Regions from separate parts of the Mus musculus genome. Here regions 1, 3 and 4 are each linked to region 2. The links are chromatin contacts, called in public Hi-C maps. All regions are on one chromosome and are shown on one strand. Each heading gives the region's core, a stretch centred on a gene start, on an enhancer-like site or on the middle of the called end of the contact. The rest is flanking DNA. Distances are from core to core; before and after follow the strand shown.

Evidence for each region. Hi-C and Micro-C count contacts between places; a contact is called where the count stands out from the background.
Region 1: a Hi-C map of granulocyte-monocyte progenitors shows a contact between it and region 2, with 3 times the contacts expected there. The contact joins the enhancer-like site here to the promoter of Bank1 in region 2. A contact is called at or near these places in 3 of 39 promoter capture datasets (embryonic stem cells, macrophages and neutrophils), 9 of 484 Hi-C or Micro-C datasets (the C10 cell line, ECoMG-derived neutrophils, LSK cells and 5 more), 2 of 115 datasets of contacts at active chromatin or transcription factors (microglia and neural progenitor cells) and 3 of 9 other capture datasets (adipose tissue, liver and macrophages).
Region 3: a contact with region 2 is called in a Hi-C map of bone marrow-derived macrophages, with 2.2 times the contacts expected there. The contact joins the enhancer-like site here to the promoter of Bank1 in region 2. A contact is called at or near these places in 3 of 39 promoter capture datasets (embryonic stem cells, macrophages and pre-B cells), 1 of 15 datasets of contacts at CTCF or cohesin (pro-B cells), 8 of 484 Hi-C or Micro-C datasets (B cells, LSK cells, bone marrow-derived macrophages and 4 more), 1 of 115 datasets of contacts at active chromatin or transcription factors (large pre-B cells) and 3 of 9 other capture datasets (adipose tissue, liver and macrophages).
Region 4: a Hi-C map of the Ba/F3 cell line shows a contact between it and region 2, with 2.6 times the contacts expected there. The contact joins the enhancer-like site here to the promoter of Bank1 in region 2. A contact is called at or near these places in 5 of 39 promoter capture datasets (cranial neural crest, embryonic stem cells, macrophages and 2 more), 2 of 15 datasets of contacts at CTCF or cohesin (CD8 T cells and pro-B cells), 10 of 484 Hi-C or Micro-C datasets (B cells, the Ba/F3 cell line, LSK cells and 6 more), 3 of 115 datasets of contacts at active chromatin or transcription factors (the 230-238 cell line and large pre-B cells) and 2 of 9 other capture datasets (adipose tissue and liver).

Annotation. Positions count from the first base shown.
Region 1 is chr3:136,425,402-136,428,326 of GRCm38.p6, reverse strand. No RefSeq gene overlaps it. Among named protein-coding and RNA genes, the nearest start is that of 1700030L20Rik, 22 kb to the left of the region's middle. Within about 2 kb of position 1,331, at least 40 of the 459 cell types and tissues checked have an H3K27ac peak or open chromatin away from gene starts, as enhancers often do. A contact at or near this core is called in ECoMG-derived neutrophils, adipose tissue, bone marrow-derived macrophages and 4 more, where this site is marked.
Region 2 is chr3:136,324,715-136,327,414 of GRCm38.p6, reverse strand. Bank1 (B cell scaffold protein with ankyrin repeats 1) reads left to right here and starts at 1,349. Exons shown (of 17, transcript NM_001033350.3): 1 at 1,349-1,545. The coding sequence starts at 1,476.
Region 3 is chr3:136,229,219-136,231,918 of GRCm38.p6, reverse strand. All of the region lies in intron 6 of Bank1 (B cell scaffold protein with ankyrin repeats 1), which reads left to right. Among named protein-coding and RNA genes, the nearest start is that of Bank1, 95 kb to the left of the region's middle. Within about 2 kb of position 1,353, at least 9 of the 459 cell types and tissues checked have an H3K27ac peak or open chromatin away from gene starts, as enhancers often do. A contact at or near this core is called in bone marrow-derived macrophages, where this site is marked.
Region 4 is chr3:136,251,757-136,254,456 of GRCm38.p6, reverse strand. All of the region lies in intron 3 of Bank1 (B cell scaffold protein with ankyrin repeats 1), which reads left to right. Among named protein-coding and RNA genes, the nearest start is that of Bank1, 73 kb to the left of the region's middle. Within about 2 kb of position 1,441, at least 32 of the 459 cell types and tissues checked have an H3K27ac peak or open chromatin away from gene starts, as enhancers often do. A contact at or near this core is called in the 230-238 cell line, the Ba/F3 cell line, adipose tissue and 2 more, where this site is marked.

The sequences.
Region 1 (2,925 bases), core at 82-2,581, 100 kb before region 2:
ATATTAGTGTGAATTAGAGTAATTGGGAAGGGAACTATGGCCAGAGAATATTTTGTAACATTGATGAATTACTGTACTGTGTTGATTGTATTGATTGATTTAGTAGTATTGATTGATTTCATGAAGTATTGATATTACAGTATCGATTTAGTAAAGGAGTGTTACCCAGATGTTCAGTAGACTTTCACAACCCTGCACTCAGAGGAGTTCAGGTAAGTTGGATTGTTCTATTGACTTTCTGGTGACTGAAAGCTTTGAGTGTGTGATTTGGGGAGAAACACAATCAAAGGAGTAAAGGTCTTGGCTGTAGGTTGTCTGAGAAAGGGAGAGCCAGGCCCTGGTCCAGGCCAACTGGTATGCAGCACGAACCACAGGCGCCTGGGAAATTTTGGTATACATGGTAGCAGAGGGTTGGTGAGCTTCCTTTTGGTACATAAAGTCCAAAGAGATGAGACTCCTGAGGGAAAAGGCTCCAGTGGGTTGTCTAAGCAAGTATGTCCGAGAGAAACTTCTCTTCATGAGAGCACAAAGCTGTGGCAGAATGAATGCATGTGTGTCTGCTGCAGAGCTGGGGAGACATGCTGAGAGAGACAAAGGTGAAAGAGACAGACTCAGTGAGAGACTGTGTGGAGTGGCCTGCTAAGGGCTGTGAACCTGGCTAGGTCTTTCATACAAGCCTGACTTAGGAATGTTCCTGCAACCCAAGGGAGAGAGTCACTGAGGTCAGTGAAAGCTAGGGGGCAAAACAAAATGTGGAAATTAATGGTCTGATGCCTTGCTAACTATTTAACTACGCCATTCGTACAGTCAGCACCTCCCCTATGCACAAATTAAGTGTGTGTGTGTGTGTGTGTGTGTGTGTGTGTGTGTGTGTAGGGGGGTGATTTTCTCTCCATTGTTAGCTTAAAGGGCTTGACCTAGATCCCCTTTTTTGGTACAATTTATGTACGAGTTAATATTTGAATTTTGAAATATATTTCTATAGCTCTCTGACATTTTAGTCTTCAGGTTTAATAAATAGGAGAATGGGAAATTTCCTTTCCTGGTGGTGTGTATCTATTCCGCAGAAGCCTGCACACATCACACTGCTAAGAAGAAACAAACAACAAACTGCGTGGTGGGCTGCTTTGGGCAGAAATTTCTTAGATTCTAATTGGGGCCTTGCTAATTTTTTTTCCTTTATTTTTTTCCCAGCAGTGCAAAAAGATGTTTGCCTCATGGGAAGAAAGTGTGAGTGTGTGAAATGCAAGAAGCGCATGCGCAGGGGAAGACTGGAGGCTGCACGGAGGAAGCTTGAAGCCAGGGCACTAAGCACTCTAGATGAGGGAGGTGCTGAGTGTTCTAGATAAGGGAGGGGCTGGTCCAGCAGGCATTAGACCCTGAGGAGTGAGGTGGGTAAGTGAGGGGATTCCTGACGAGTGCACCCGCTGTCTTGGATGCAACAGGAATCAAGTACTATCCTGAGACTGTGGTCGAATTTTTTTTTTTTTTTGGTTTTTTTTTTTTTTGGAGAAGTGACTCCAGGGCAGGAGAGAAGGATGTGAGAAAGAGAAGGGAGTCTGCACAACTGTCAGCAAAAAGAGTTATGCAATCAAGAGGAAGCCAAACGTAGCCAACCAGCAGTGACCGCTCCTTTGGAAGTCACTAACATGCATTTGTGATATGGTGTTGGGGGAGTGTTGCTTTTCTTGCCACTTTATTCATTTTCAGTTTCTCAGGCTGCAATTTAACCCCTCTCTGTTCCATGCAAGGACTCTTGGTGGACTTGATTTTGCTTTTTAAATACAATTTCCTTGTCCACAAGAACTTAACCCATTATTGACTTTCATTTGTTAAAAGAGCACAGAACAAGAAGTATGCACTTTCTCTCTCTCTCTCTCTCTCTCTCTCTCTCTCTCTCTCTCTCAGGAAAGTTTTCATGTATAACACATTAACGGGAGTCATCTTTTACACAACTCTGTGGCATGCTATCTATGGGAATGGATCTGAGAAAGCTGCAGAGGAGACCGAAAGAAGAGCTTTTAGACTTGAGTAGATGTGATCCTGTCAGTTACACATCTTTCAATAAAGAGCTATTATTACTATTATTTTCTGGCTGTTTATGAGACAGGGTTTCTCTGTATAATCCTTGCTGACCTGGAATTCACTTTGCACACCAGGCTTGGCTCAAACACAGAGATCCACATGCCTCTGCCTCCCAGTTGCTAGGATTAAAGATGTGTTCGACTGCTCCCCCTCATTTCCCAACCCCCACGCCACCAGCCCCAGGAAGGGTTTGGTTCTAAGATGAGCTCTTGCATAGGAGAAGTTGATACTAAGATGATCCTGGGAAAAAGGGGTTCTATACTGGGTGTCCTAGGTACCTCCCTGGCTTGTCAGAACTGGTCCCTTAGTATGAAAGGTAAATGCAGAAGGAATAGTCACAGCTTGGGGACAGAATGAAAGCTGAGTGCTCTGAGCAACAGCAGGCATAATGATGAAAATGGGATTTATGGTTTGTGGTGTTTTCTCACAAGGAAAGCCTTTGTTTACAAAAAAGATCAAAAGAGAGAGAGAAAAAAAACCCAAGCAGCTGAAGCCCCTTTCTGCCTTCTGCTCTCTCTCCTCCACTCTATTCACACAGTCCACATGTACCCCAGATTTCAATGCTTCATCTCCCGTCCAAACTCACTCATGTGTATGTTCATGTGTGTATGCATGTGTCGGCATATGTGTGTGTGCATGTGTGAGGAAGCCAGAGGACAACATAGGCTCTTGTTCCTTAGGTACTGTCCACGTTGGTTTATGAGGCAGTGTCTCTCACTCACCTGGGGCTCTCCAAGTTGGCTAGGCTGGCTAGCCAGCAGGTGCAAAAGTTTTTTTTTCTCTCTCTCTCTCTCCCAGGCACTGGGGTTGCAAACTCATAGTATCATACCAAGATTGTTA
Region 2 (2,700 bases), core at 100-2,599:
ATATGTAGCAGAAGATGGCCTAGTCGGCCATCACTGGAAAGAGAGGCCCATTGGACTTGCAAACTTTATATGCCCCAGTACAGGGGAATGCCAGGGCCAAAAAATGGGAGTGGGTGGGTAGGGAAGTGGGGGGGGGGACGGTGTGGGGGACTTTTGGGATAGCATTGGAAATGTAAATGAGGAAAATACCTAATTTAAAAAAAAATATATATATATATATATAAATACACTAAATTTCCTTTTAATACACCACACCCTTTCTTTCTCCCCTATGAAGACTTAATCTTTCCTAAGTATTGCATTTCTGAAAACATTGACCGGAGTGACACCCATGTCCCTGTAAACTCTGCTGACATTTCTGGGTAAGCTGTCCTTCATAAGCAGCCGCTCACACGTCAGGGTATCATTTCATATACTGGCTTTATTGTTCCAAATTTGGAAGAGTTACTCAAGATGATCAAATAAGAAGTACCATGTAGAAGATAAATGTATATCTAATGCTTTTCAAAGCTTCCTCACATTTTGCTTTATGAATTTTATCTAGCATGTGTGGAAAGTTAATGACTTTCTGTGACACTTGATAGTTACAGTATTCCAAAAACACTTAGAGTAGAACTTTCTGGTTCTTTTCGAAGAAGGAAAAGTGGTCCATGGCAACTGTGTGTTACTTGCACACTTTTTTTTATTGAATATTTTCTTTATTTACATTTCAAATGTTATCCCTTTTTCCAGTCCTCCTCCCCCAACACACACACTTTGAATTTGATTGTCAAACGATCTCCAACTTTGGTTAGGTTGTAGTCTAGTGATTTTTGATATTTGCTCATTGTTAGGCTCTGGGATAACTCTTTGGGTATTTCTTATTCTTTCAAACAAGCAAGAACACAGCCATAATTCATGTTTGAGGAGAAGGGTATAGGGTATGTGTATGTCTCTGACCTGGCCCATTTCAAAATTAGAGCAGATCTAGGAAAAACTTCTCATGTGGGAATGAAAATCACTCTATAACACACAGACTTAGCCTGGAGCCTGGGTAAGATGAAATACTAAAATTTCATACCTTTATATCTCTGTCACGGTATCTCTATCTATGCCTCTGTCAAGTAGTTCCTTTTATAAAAGTCTACTTTCTGTCTTGCAGAAGGAAGGGTTAGCATAGCAGAGAAATACAGAACAGAATAAGAAAAGCTATAAGCTCTAGGTCACCTGAGCTTAAAGATAGCCTGGGAGAAAGGGAACCTAAGACAGCTCTCTCAAACTAAGTAAAAGCAAGCCTGAGCAATTTCACTTCCCCCAGCAAGGCCTAACCCTAGCCTTGCGGCCTGAGCCCCTGGGCTGCATTTCCGGCAACCTCGGGCCACAATCCCCAGAGTAGGAAGCAAGCTGCAGGGCCACAGACCATCGGAACTAAAGGTCTGCAGGGGAAGTTGCAGGCAGGGCTGGCCACTGCAGCTCCCAGGCTCCAACCTCCCGCAATGCTTCCTGTGGCTTCTGGCACTAGGGGTAGCACCCAGGATCTGTTCCAGGTTGGCCTAGCACCTCCAGGTGGGTGGTCTCATGTTTGTCAGGGCTTTGGGTGGAGGGTACATGATGACCCTGGAGTCCTTCTGAGACTAAGGGCCACCAGTAGACAGTTTGCCCTGGGAGCTACCAAGACCTGGGTGTCTTTAAACCTGGGGGTGGGGTGGGGGCTTCTCTACTTTTGAAAATCACTTTGCACCCAGCTTTAATGCTAGATCTCATCTGAAATGTATATACATGGAGCAAAATGCCTCGTTTGAAGCATCCTTGCCCATTCCCCTGCCCCGGATCAGTCTGTATAAAACCAACTCCCTGGAACCATGAGCTCCTAAATGAGAAAAAGGAACGGAGTCAACTTGGTTGACTATGTCAGATAGTTTACATTTTCAAATGACTGCTGAGGTGCTTGGTTTGAGTTCCTTTTGGTTTTATTTTTAAATGCATGTGAAGTTCCAGAATAAGCATTAAAAACTTAGCTTTGGTAAAGAGATTTCACCAGAATATTAACATGATTATAGGAGGTGTTCCTGGTGAGTTATACAGCAAGAAATTGTAGCCTGAAATTATTTTAATTTACTAATCAGAATTAAAATTCTCATAACATTTTTATTTTTATTGTATTTTATTAACTTTATTTTAGGTAGGATCTTTTGGCTTTAGTTGTTTTTAGGGTCTGATACACTTATTTTATTAGATATTTTCTTTATTTACATTTCCAATTCTATCCCGAAAGTTCCCTATACCCTCCCCCTGCCCTGCTCCCCTACCCACCCACTCCCATTTCTTGGCTCTGGCATTCCCCTGTACTGAGGCATATAAAGTTTGCAATACTAATGGGCCTCTCTTCCCAATGATGACCGACTAGGCCATCTTCTGCTACATATGCAGCTAGAGACATGAGCTCCGGGGTGTACTGGTTAGTACATATTGTTGTTCCACCTATAGGGTTGCAGACCCCTTTCAGCTCCTTTGGTGCATTCTCTAGTTTCTCCATTGGGGGCCCTGTGTTCCATCCTATAGATGACTGTGAGCATCCACTTCTGTATTTGCCATGCACTGGCATAGCCTCATACGAGACAGCTATATCAGGGTCCGTTCAGCAAAATCTTGCTGGCATACGCAATAGTGTCTGAGATACACTTTTAATAAATGTGAACGGTTGTTTTTTTTCCATTAAAA
Region 3 (2,700 bases), core at 104-2,603, 96 kb after region 2:
GAAGACAATTGATAACATAATTCATCCAGATTTATTGCTGAGTATACTTAGGAAATTGGATGCTATAAAACTTATGACACAGTGATTCCTGTATGAAATACAAATGAATGTAATACAATAAACACAATAAAATAACAAGATAGATGTGAATGTGATTCAGTCCAGGTGCCACTGAGTGTTGCTCAACTTGACAGAAAATAGTCACCTGGGAAGAAGGAACCTCAGTTAAGAAATTGCCTCCATCAGATTAGCCTGTAGACAAATCAATGGGGCTTGATTCATGATCCATATGAGTGGTGCCACCTGGGCAGGTGGTCCTAGAGTGCATAAAAAGCCAGGCTGTGAATCCAGAGAAGCAAGCCTGCAAGTCATAGTTCTCCGTGATCTCTGCTTCAGTTCCTGCCTTGAGTTCCTACCTTGGTTCCCCTTGATCGTAAACTAAACTGTAAGTTAAACTAAACCCCTTCCTCCTAAATGTTTTTTGGGACATGTTGTTTAGCAACAAAACAACTTATCTTCCTGACACTGAAATATTTCCATGCTATTTTCAAAATACCTCCTCTTAAAGACCCCCACACCTGTCTCTCATCATGTTCATGGTGAATTGATGAAAAGGTTTGAGATGCCCTTCTTTTTATAGTATTAATCTTAAGAATATTAAGGGGAAAACACTTCTTTTGAGTAAGACACTAAACATATTTGAATGTTAGGCAAACATCAAAGCAAGTATAACCCTGAGTGTGTTTCCCAGAACAGGTCTCCAACTCATCGGTGAAATATTTCATTATTAAAGATATATTGTTTGTTTCTTTATATTTTAGCTAAGATAAAGAGAAGGCCACAGCATTGTGAGGAGAATGTACGCATGAGAGACTGAAAATGTGTTCAACACAAACATACCTATAAATCATAGGATGACCCATAGACATCTGTGTTTATTAAAAAGCAAGCGGTATATTAATGATGACTCAGCATTTTATTCATGAAAGACAAGTCAGGAAACTGAACCTAGAATTTCCTAAAATTCCCCTTTAAAAGAAGACTGCATAGCAAAATAATAAAGAGTCATCACTAATGTAACTCTTGCTTTTTATTTCAAGCCAATCTTAGTTATTTCATCATCATGAGACAGCATACTTCCTCATTTGGCATTCAGTTTTATGCTTTACCCTCAGTAGACAAAGCTGTGGATGGGTAACAATAAGGTAGATGTACAGAAGAGGTTAAATCTGTGTCAACCTTCTCTTTGTAATGCTCTTCTATTGACTTATAAATGATTTTTTCTCCTGGGGAGGGGGGGGGATGTTCCAAAAGGAAACAGTTCTCACTCGGAGGAGAACAAGAAACATTTCAAACAAGCTTGGGAGAGTCCTGGATTTATCTGGGACTTGCTAGTATGTGGATAGATCACTGTGCAATGGGAAACTGATGTAAAAAAATTACACTGAGCAGCTTTGTAAGATACTAAAGCCAAGACTTCCAAAGAGCATCACTGGGAGTCAGGATCACTTTCAGGATCTGCTACTTGGTTTCTGGTTTATATGTGAATACACATGGTTTGTCCATCACCAAAAAGTCTGGATGCAGCTGGGTGATGGGAAGGCTGGGCCAGCGCAATTGCTGCAATTGTTCAGTAGCTCTCAGCCACTTGGACTTCTGAACCACTTGCAGCTATTCACAATTCCTTCATCCCCTTATGTTCTTCATAGTACTGCTACAGTCTATGTAATACAGGGTATTCTGTGTCATGAACAGGAAGATCTATAATTTAGCTGATTGTCAAAGAGGCAGTTAGTTTAGGGGGGAAAAGAAACTACATTATTTTTCCCAGACTGATACACCCACCAAGAAATGCAAGCTGGCTCATTTAAGCCCAGTAAGTAACAACCTTTTCTCTCCCTCTAGGAAGAGAAGGGAACAAGAAGGGAAGAGAAAACAAAACTGCAAGAACAAATGCTATTCCTATTCACAGCCAGCTCCTGTGACTTATGTTTAACTGCACCAAACAGGAGATGAAATGCCTTACATGTGTTAACTTAATTCCTCACAGGTTCCTGTGCTACCATTTAATCCCCACAATACAGAAGTGATGTTAGGAGCCAGATATCAAGTCACTTACAAGAAGCCTAGCTCTTTTTTATTATTATTTTTATTTTTTTTGGAGGAGGCTGTGTGTGTACATATTTTTATTATAACTACAATTTTTCAAAGAACATAGTTTAAATTTTGTTCAGATATGCTTAAATATATCTGAAATCTGATCTCTAATCCCTTTGAGAAGAAAGCTGAAAATGTAGTGTTCTTCTTCATCATATTCGGACACTTTACCTTGTTGCAAACATTTCCAGGTGGGCTTTTGGAGTGTAAGTTCTGTGATTCTGCTGTCTGTAGTACAACCTACTGGCCTCTGGATTACAGGGACAAGCTGTATCCTGTGGCTGTCATCAACAGAGTCCTTGCTCCAGTGTGCATCTCTCCATCACTTCAGTGCACATGTCATTTTCCTGCCTAGCGTTTGATGAACTGAGAGTGGCTGGCATAAGGTTTGAGCTAATGATAATCTTGCCACATGTGGCCAGAGACAATACAGTAATGCTGAAAAGCCTCTGTGCAGTCCTATTAGTGTCATAAAGAGCCTAAAAGCTGGGACTAGAAAAATCCACAGAAGTTCACTCTTGCCTTAAGAACTTCTGAAAACTC
Region 4 (2,700 bases), core at 192-2,691, 73 kb after region 2:
CAATGTAAAAGCATTCTTGATCTTTCTTCCCCTGTGCCTTTTTTGGATTGACCAACTAAAATAAACCACTGGAAACGTTTGAACATCAGTGTTGGATATCAATACCTATGGTGTCCTTGGATGTAAAGGACCACAGTATAAAAGAGCCTTATGGGAGATTCTTGAAAAGATCCATCTAGAAGAGGCTGGTGGATTTACATGACCTGACATCAGGAGGTCTGCGATGCCACCTGTCAACTCTATGGCCATCAAAGGTGACCATTCTTTAGTGTTGCTGAAGTTTAAATTTCTCACTTTCACCCAGCATGCTGTTCTGATAGAATTGTCCCTCTAAGTCACTTTCCTGTCAGGTCTTGAGGAAATAGAACCACTTGGATACTACCATAGACATGCTGGGAATCTGAACTGTCCACTTTCCCAATACTAGACACAGATGCATAGGCAAAGATAAGTTACCACAAGGGTAACAGAATGGGTAGCTTACACTGGGGAGAAAGGGGCTGAATAACCAAAGTTGGTCGCTCCTATGGAGTCAAGAAACTATGGAAGAAACAGGGAAAGTAATAAAAGCAATGTGATCTAGTTTCAAATAGATGAAATCAAAGTAGGAAATAAAATGACACTCAGAGTAAAAATAGTTCCCCAGAAGTTATGCAATGTGTCTAAATAGCTGATTTAAAAAATATCTGCAGCAGTATAATTTGAGTATTATAAAACCCTCCCCATATTAGTCACACAAAAATTGAAGTTCAATAGCAGGCTTCAGGTGTCCTCAAGCAGACATTCCTTATGCAGCTGATTTGCCAGGGGTCCTTTCAATAGATCATCTTGGGCTTTTCTTATATTTATGGATGTGGATAGAATTCTTTCAGAGCTGATAAAGTTAAGCTATTTCAATATCAGATCTGTCTTGAGAACTCTACCTTTTTAAAAGCCCTAGAAGTCAAGCAATCATATAAGGCATTTTTAAACCCAGAATTATGCTCCAAATTTTCAAAATAATCTCAGCCTTTGGACCAAAAATAGTTATCGCAAGAAATCTTGGGCTTTCAGTAAGTAGATCTTAGTACAATTTGAAGCACCACAGAAAAGATCATTTGGTTCCAGCTGAGTGAAAATTGTGTTTCTGGTTTCCCTGGAGAATGTTCAGTATATGCCAATGATCTGAAATGACAACCTTTGAACCTCATTTCTGAGAAGCCTTCTAGATAGTGGGTGGGCAGAGAACAGAGACCAATGCTTTTCCTAACAAAGGGACTATAGAGATGTTTCTGGGATCCTAAAACTTCCATAGTCTATCAATGATATCCCTGACAGTTTCTAGGCAAGTGGAAGTGAGCCTCGTTCATACCTAGCGCTGTTGAAACCCATAGGTCTATATTTCTAACATGCTGACATGACCATGTGTTTGATAAGGGCACAGACTTCCTTCCCTATTCAGAGAATTAGTCATTTGCTCTTCCTCCTCCCCACCCCATTCCCCAGCACCACCCCTGCCTCGTAGCTATACAGAAACTGGGTCTGTGGACTTGTCTCTTACAGCATTTCAGCTCACTGTCCGCTCTTGGTCTATAGAGATGGCTTTTGTAAACTGCCAGCTCCCCACTGCCTGTGATCCCAGGAGCTGGGGAGCATTGATCCTTCTGCTGTAACCTTTCCCAACACCTTTCTTTCCGCAGATTATCAATTCCATAAGCCTTGACAATCTTGTTCTGCTTCAAAATCAGGAGGAAAATCTGATTTTGCTCTTTAATATTGATCCATTGTTCTACTTAAAAGAATTATTCCCCAGGTCTTTGAGAAACAAATAAGTAGATGAGTTCTGTGTAAAATTAAACTGGCTTCTTGTTAGAGACTTTTTTAAAGAATTAATTATTATATTTTTATTAATTATTTTATTTTTTTACATTCCAAATGTTGCTTCCATCCTGTTCCCCCCTCACAGAGTTCTTCCCCCATCCTCCCTCCCCTTCACCTCTGAGAGAGAATCCCCCATACCCCCCCCAGTCTGGGGTATCAAGTCTCTACAGGATTAGGTTCACCCTCTCCTACTGAGGCCAGACAAGACAGGCCTCTGCTACATATGTGCTGGGAGTCTCTGGCCAGCCCATGTATGCTCTTTGGTTGGTAGATAGAACCTTTCTTTAAGTTTCTACAGGACTGTATACTTCGTTCTATTTTAGCATAGAGCATTTTCACGTGTTTCCTGCTCAGGACCTTCGACTTTATAGCATATTACCCTGGATTTTGTATTGTGAAGTAACAGATATAAGGAATATGGTGTTACTTAGGTCTGCCAAAAGTAGCCTTTGTTCTAATAACACATCCACTTTCACCTTTCTGGTGAAATCCACATGAGTTCATTGATGGTATCTAGACCAGCAACTCTTGTGCACGCTGTCCATGGCTTCAAAGATGTGATGCTATAGTGGTTCTCGACTGGGAAAGAGTTTTACCTTTCTTTTCTAGGGGAAGAAGCTGAGCAATACTGCAAGCATCTCGGATTATCACGATTGCTACTGACATCTAGTTGACAGAAACCAGAAGATGCAATGTATTACATAATGCACAAGGCACACTCATGACAGTAGCTTATCTTATCCAAAGCAGGAATCCTACTAAAGTTAAATCCTGTCTCCTGGTGTACACCTACAACAAATGAGTCACCATCACTTCTGTCTAATGGTGGCATCAAGCACT